Linked DNA regions of Pan troglodytes: region 1 is linked to region 2. Evidence: chromatin contacts called from public Hi-C data. All regions are on one chromosome and are shown on one strand. Each heading gives the region's core, a stretch centred on a gene start, on an enhancer-like site or on the middle of the called end of the contact. The rest is flanking DNA. Distances are from core to core; before and after follow the strand shown.

Region 1 (3,938 bases), core at 548-3,047, 360 kb before region 2:
ATCAGTTTTTAAAAATCACCAACCAGTTGATCTACTAGAATATATATAGATATCATCTGTAAACATTTATTGTTTAAGATTTCATATTGTCATTCCAAGAAAAAATTGGAAAAAAAAATGAGCATTTTGTGTAACATGAATTTTTCCCTATGGTTGTTTGAAAGGCGAAAACCCCGACTTGACCTCTCTTTAAGAAAATGTATACTAAAATTAGTACAAAGTAGAAAAATCAAAGAACATTCTTCCTGATTCAGCATTTTTTTAAAAAGCATCCTTACTTTAAAATATTTGCTCATAGTCTAAATTAAATGATGAAATATAAATGTTCAAAAAGAACACAGCAAAGGCAAATAACATCATACTTATCAGAGAAATGTTAAATTCAGATTTTATGAATTTTTGTTTGTTCATAATTGAATCCTTGAAAGTGAATTTTTAATATAAACAAAAAAACAAAATTATTTTCCACTTGTATATTACTTATAATGTTTGAAAGGTTAAATGTGCACACCTCTTCAACAAGTACTAAATTAATTTACTAAATCCCTTCAAGTAAGGATGTTTGATTTAAAATATTTATCGGTCTTTGAACACCACATGTGTAGAGAAAGTCGCAACTTGTATTTCTTATTGATTCCCAAACGCAATAAAATACATGGGGTCTTCAAAATTCCTATTTAGTTTCCCACCAACAGCCCCTTTTATTGGTGATTTAGAAACTTTAATCCTGGTTCATGACTAATACTATGCAGATGTTTGTTATACAAATATAGCAATTAGCTTCTTTGTATCATTAAAAGGTATCTCAATGAAAACACTGTAAATTTAATTTTTCACATTATCCAAAAAGGAAACTATATTTTCAGAGTATAAGAGTTTCCATCTGTAGATATAATAAATGTAATATTAAAATGTGTGACTCAATGGTATCAAAAGGGAGAATGCCTAGGCCTATGAAATAACTCTCAAATAGGAAAAGAATGAAACGTCATTTTGGTTAAGTAGACTTTACACTAGTTGAAGATTGATTCATTAAGCAAAGTTCGAGCACACTTTCTATTCATATAAATAGTGTGTATAATGCCATTTTGCAAAGATGACAGTGGAAACTTGTATTTCTGAGAGTGGCTAAAATAGCTTGTAAACAGTATCTTTGCAATTTGACATTCCAAGTGCTGCTTGCAGGGCAGCACATCTGAGGGTTGGTAGGGGAAGAGTATCTGAGGATAGCACTATTTTGGGTGTTTCCAAGAAGCAGAAAGTTGGTTCTTTGATTTTATTACCTATTATTGTCTCAAATTAGAATGCCAAAGGGGGCATCTTATTAAAATAAAAGCCTGATGAATACAAGCAAAAAAAAAAAAAAAAAAAAGAAAGAAAGCTTCAAGCCGTTGAGAAATTTGAAATCAAAACAGAAATTTTAAAGAAAAGTATGATGTGAAAATAAAGGAAAGTAGAGAAGAAGAAAGGAAAGAGATGTAGCAGATAATTAGACAAAAGTGAAAGGAAGGGCCCTAGTTCTGAAACCACTTCCGCTTAAACCAAAATGGCACCAAAAATTTTAAGCCAGGGTATTTAAACTGCTGGAATATTTCATCCTGAAAAATTATATTTTTCAAGCAAAATAACTACTTTGTGTCCAAATTCTCTGAATAATTATGGCAATTTCTCTCTTCTATTTGCACTTCCATTTGCATTATAGGCACTACTTAAATACAAACAGGAGTGGCTCACTGAGATCACAGAAGAGAGACTTCTCACAAAGCCGCTAGATGGCGTGAGAGCACTGCATTGGACCTGCTCTGCCACACGGCCGCGTGTAACATTGAGGCGTTTATTCTCTTCACGCTGAGAGCTCAGTGTTTAGTCAAGTAAGATGCGTTTTCTTTCAGAGAGATCTTTCTGTGTTGCATGACACTTTTTAGGACACAAAGGGGGTATTCCGCCCTCCCCATACACACACTAAGAAAATGTCGAATTAAATTTGGAATAGTAAAAATCATTTCAGTATTTACTGGGGCTTCCTGAGAACTTTACCTTTCAGCTCTTTAGGGGATAGTCTGCTATTTGTTATGCAGCCTTCCTTAATAGGTAGTTAGAGGGAAAAAGTCCCTTCAGCATTATGCCTGTGCTCAAACAACTGCAGACAAAGTTTGCATATTCTCAGTCATCCCCTCTCTTTTTCCTAATTTTTTTTTTTCATCAAAAATTCTCTTTGTTTTTCTTCATCTGATATTGTGGGGTCCCTCATTAAGGACTGTAATATGAAAAGCTGGATTTAAAACTGCTGTCAAAAAGGAGGTTGTCCTCTTTTAATATTCTTTACCAGCAAAGCAAAAGGAAATGTCTTTGTTCTTGCTTTATAAATGCAATGTTTTTTGCTTTATTTAATGTTTCTGCCAGATCACTAGGCACCTTCTAATCTACCCTCCCAACTTTGAGATATACTTTTATATTTGGTCTTTGCAGATTCCCAATACATGCATGAGGCGTCTCTCTGTGCCTCCACAACAGGACTAATTACCATATTCCTCCAGATATTATCACTATCTCCCTTCACAAAGTGTCCAATGTAAAAGCTGTTTTGATCTTTCGGATAAGTGCCTTAATTTAAAATAATAGCAAAAAGGTAAAATTAGGCCTCTATGCTCAGCAGTGCATGAATGACAAATCTGTTGTCGTTTGGGGTATATTTTTAAAGATTCCTTTTAAAACCTCTTATAGCAAATTTACATATGATCAAAAATGATATTACACATTGGCGAACTGAAGTGCATAATTTACTTCATATGCTACTGATATAGTTATGTTTATACGTATAATGGGTTTTACAGTTTTGGTATAATATCATACCAGTTCAAAAACTGAAAGATTTTTAAAAGCATTTTTTTTTCAGTTTTTATCCACCTCTGAAAAGTTATTTTTTTCCTGTATAGTGTCTCAGAGCAAGATGTATCATTTTTAATGTACACTTTTAGCCCTAATATCCATGAATTTATGAAAACCGGAGATTTTATGAGGGCATTCAACTAAAATATTTGGCAAAATAAGAATTCAATAATGTAGTTATACCTCTTTAAAATGCAAACATTGGAGAACAAATGGGCAACTTGGCAAAACTTGCTTCATAGTGTTACATTTTTGTTTTTACCCTGTGTAGTTCTGGTTTATAAGAACATGTTAATTTGTCATATTAATAGGTGAAATGAGTCATTTGGATTATGTTTGAATTGGTTCTAATCTTTGATATCATGAAAATCTTCACTTTGGATATAAGCTCCCTAAATCCATGACTATTATTATACAATGTGTTGCTATAAAGCAGACAGATAGATAAAGATATCTTGAAATAGGAGCTCCATGTGTGCACAGGTGATTTTTTTTCCTCTTAGACATTCTATGTAATTCATAGTAACAGGTTAGTCAATTGATCATAAGGAATGTAAAACAAGACAAATACTTTAATCATTTTGAAGTCAATTATTCTATATACAGATCTAAAACAATTGCTAGAAATATAATTTTAGCTGGTTGTGAACGGCCACTAAGCTTTTTCGTGACAACTGACTGCTTAACATCAGTGGGACATTAAGTTACTTTGTGCTTGAAAATCCACCAGGGAGTGTATATATGTGCTCTAAAGCTGCCCACTCAGTTCTGTTTGATCGCTTGCAGAAAACCAATAGCTTCTCACTGATGCTGACAGGAGTATTGCCTCCATAACGGATTACAATGAAATATTTCAATAAAAACCCTTTTTAAAACTTATTTTTTTTTAAATTTGCACTTCCATGTGAATAAATGACTGAACTCCATAAAATGAGTAAACAGGACACTTTCAAGTGTTCATGGCAGAGAAGTGATAGGGCAGAAGTGAAATAGACTAATCTTTTTTGGTTCTTTTTGTATTTGTATGTCCAAAGAGTTTGATAAAATTT
Region 2 (3,672 bases), core at 938-3,437:
TTAAACTAAATATCAAAAGTTCAAAAGCTTCACATAGTTTATATTTCTCATTCTCATGTATTCAAGAAGAAGAATTGTCTTTCAAATATTCCTACTAAACTCCTGCTTATCGCTTTCAAGAACTTAGCTTCAAAGTTAGCTCTTCTGTAAAGCCTTCCCATACCTCTCTATGTTCTGGCTTCTTTCTAAGATTTTTTTAAGGAAATAAACATTACTCATATAGCCAATATCCATGTGGATAAAGGCTCCTTCTCTTCCAGAGGTCTCCCCCATGCTGGAGTTCGCGCGCATTCTTCCCCAACATGCTTTTATACTTTTATTACATAGTTACGTACCAACAAATTGTTATGGGAAGGATAATTTTACGTTAATAGATATTAATATTGCATCAATATCACATTTTTTTTGAGACGGAGTCTTGCTCTGTTGCCCCGGCTAGAATGCAGCGATCTCGGCTAACTGCAACCTCCGCCTCCAGGGTTCAAGCAATTCTCCTGCCTCAGCCTCCCGAGTAACTGGGATTATAGGCGCCTGCCACCGCCCCTGGCTAACTTTTGTACTTTTAGTAGAGACGGGTTTCACCATCTTGGCCAGGCTGGTCTCGAATTCCTGACCTCATAATCCACCCTCCTCGGCCTCCCAAAGTGCTGGGATTACAGGCGTGAGTCACCGCGCCCGGCCAATATCACATGTATTCTTTTGCAATTTGCTTTTTTTCATCCAACATTGCTTTTAAGATAGTCAATTCATAAAGAGTATTTCACTGTAGGGATATGCCAATACATTAATTCACTGCACTTTTGACAGATATTTAAGCTGTTTCCATGCTCCATGTTACACTGTGCCATATTTATCTGTTATTATATCTCTTCTTCTTGCAAGACAATGAGCAATTCCAGAACAGAAAGCATCCAGAATTCCTATCCCTTTCCCTAATTTCCGGTACACCTGCAAATCACTGCCTGCGTAATGTGTTTCGCATGGAAAAAGATGCTGTGTACCTGGCACACAATAAGCACCACTCCATAAAAATGTGTTGAAAGAATAAAAGCTGACAAAATGTTATTTTAAATCTTGCGGTCTCTACTCACTTCTCTGCGGTGTAAGATTTAAGGGGGAACTGACTCAATTCTCACTAAAAAGTCCCTTAGTATTCCAGTGTGGACGTAGAGAGATCTATGAAACAAGGTCACTTCACAATTCTCTTGCTTTCGCGTTAGAGGATCTCAAAGCACTACACAAACCGCGATTTTCTCCAGTGATTTTTCCTCTCAATGTGCCTCAAGGTCAGTTCAGAGCAGTATTCAAAGCTTGAATACTCTTCACCAGCAGCTGTAAAGGGCCGGAAAACCAGAGTCTGGATGTAAATAACAGTAACAAACTATTCCCGGATCTTGTTTTTTTTTTCTTTTCATGGGTCCCCATTTGCGCTCTTAGTCGGCTTACCCGTCCTGTTCCAGGAGCCGACAGGGAACAGCCCACCTGGAGCAGGTCTTGGGCCACCACTCGCCCCGCCCCCCGTCTCCAGTCCTCACTCGCTCTCCCCGCTCCTATTAAGCAGCTAACGCTGGGTGATCTCCTCTCCAGTTCTTCGTGGTTTCATTGTAGCCTTGATATACAAGACAAATGCACACTTTACTCTGGGCTTAAAAAACCATCTATCATCATCCTTTGGGCATGACAAATACATTGTGTGTTTCAGAGAAATTAATCTGGTATTTAGGGGGAGAAAGGCATTTCCAACCAGTCTCCGTGCAGAACCTTCCCGCAAACCCTGTAGCGGCATTTTTCGACACTTTTCTCCTCCTTTCGGCAAGTCTCAAACTTGACCTTCGAGAGGATTTTAAGGGTAGAGCCTTCCTCCCTTTCCCTCGTCTGCTCCAAGAGCGCACGTAGGCCTTCTTCTGGGAAACAGCTGCTCAGGACCAGAGCTCGGAGAACTGCACTTCCAGGAGCGCGGGCGCGGCCGGGGAAAAGGGAGGAGGCGGCAGGAGGGGGCAGGAGGTGGAGGGAGGAGGAGGATCGGTCTGAATATGCATGAGGCACCCAGCACTGCCCTCTTCCCCGGCAGCTGCTCGGGCGGGGGCGAAGGAGGGAAGGGGAGGGGAGGGAAGGAAATGAGGCTGGGGCGGGGTGGCCAGAGCAGCCGCAGAGGCTGACGCGGGTTTGGAGAACGGAAGAGATGATTTGCATGGCGCCTGGTGATTGGCTGATGGCCGGGGGCTGGGTCTGAGAGGCGGCCCCTGAATGGTTTAACGGAGGAAATTACAAGATTCATTCGGCTAAAGAAAGCCGGGGCGGGCCTGGTCGGCGCAATATGCAGCCTGTCCGCAAGGGGGCGCGATGGCCTATCTTTGTTCTGGTTAAAGGCTCCTTTTCCCTCCTCCCCCGCCCCCGCCCCCGCCCCCACCCCCCACACACAGACACACACGCAGAAAGTGCAGAGAAACCCTGTGATCCAGTCAACTGGCTCTGCCCCGTCTATTAAGAAAGATGAACACTCCTTTCTCTTCCATCTCCTTCATGGGAGACCACTTTTCATTTCAGATTATCACATCAATAAATATTCTTCGAGGAATAAAAAAGGCACTTTGCCAAAAGATAAGAGAATATATAAGAAATATCTGGATTGTGGAGAAAGACAATACATGAAGGCAGGAGAATAGGCACATATATGTAAATATGCACATAATCACCTCCGAGAACGCAAAGCACGGGAGGTAGAGACAAACAGAACACCTGGAGAGAACACATATCGCTCACAAGGTTCTCACAGGCTGTGCACGCTCTTCCACACACCGAGGCACACACCCACTGACCGGCACGCAGTCTCCCCCTCCACACACACACACACACACACACACAGAGAGAGAGAGAGAGAGAGAGACGGACCTCAGAAAAGGCATCCAAATGAATTCACACTCAGTGGAAAGACTGCCGAGAAAATACTAGAGAAGAATTAAAATGGTTCATCCCCTCCCCCTCCAAAAAAAAAATACTCAAGCGAAATGACTCTATTTGCATAATACTAATATACGCAGGACGCAGACACGGGCAAGAAAAAAAAAGGCTCCATTTGATGCACACCAGAGAATGGGTGTATACACACACACACACAAACACGCACACACACGCACGCGCGCCTGCGGGCGGGACACACCCACAGCCTATGTCCTCCGCCCACGGGCACGGGCAGAGCACCGATGCATCAATAGCGCTCAGTACAGTTGTCCAGAAAACACCAATGCGAGAAAAACGAAAGAAACCCACCCTATTCAGCCAAGGAAGCACCACTGGGGAACCTAGGTTTTCTAAACACACACGCATACACAACAGGCACACACACACACCCTTGTTAAACAAGAGAGTTGAGTTCAAAGATATAATAGATGCACAATGGATAACTGAGTGCTGGAGAATGTCATCCGCTTAAACAATACTTTGAAATTGTTTCAGCCTGAAGACAGCTTTCTGGGTTGCTCCCTGAAAAATCATACCTAAGAAAAATAAAATCTTCTCATTGATCCTGCTTTCCTTTTACTTTCTTTTTTCTTCTTTTCTTTTTATTTTTCAATGACCGAATAGAGGGAGAATTCCCTTTCCTCCAAAGGAGGGTAGCCCTGTTTTTGTTTTTCGAGTCCATGAGCTTACTGTTCATTTCCTAGTGAAGAA

Evidence for each region. A called contact is a pair of places that touch in the nucleus more often than the background predicts.
Region 1: a Hi-C map of stem cell-derived neural progenitor cells shows a contact between it and region 2, with 11 times the contacts expected there. The contact joins two enhancer-like sites. A contact is called at or near these places in 3 of 7 Hi-C or Micro-C datasets (induced pluripotent stem cells and stem cell-derived neural progenitor cells), 1 of 1 datasets of contacts at active chromatin or transcription factors (stem cell-derived excitatory neurons) and 1 of 1 other capture datasets (stem cell-derived neural stem cells).

The regions. Positions count from the first base shown.
Region 1 is chr4:28,368,945-28,372,882 of NHGRI_mPanTro3-v2.0_pri, reverse strand. No RefSeq gene overlaps it. Among named protein-coding and RNA genes, the nearest start is that of CCNH, 370 kb to the left of the region's middle. Within about 2 kb of position 1,797, at least 6 of the 24 cell types and tissues checked have an H3K27ac peak or open chromatin away from gene starts, as enhancers often do. A contact at or near this core is called in stem cell-derived neural progenitor cells, where this site is marked.
Region 2 is chr4:28,008,331-28,012,002 of NHGRI_mPanTro3-v2.0_pri, reverse strand. No RefSeq gene overlaps it. Among named protein-coding and RNA genes, the nearest start is that of TMEM161B, 130 kb to the right of the region's middle. Within about 2 kb of position 2,187, at least 16 of the 24 cell types and tissues checked have an H3K27ac peak or open chromatin away from gene starts, as enhancers often do. A contact at or near this core is called in stem cell-derived neural progenitor cells, where this site is marked.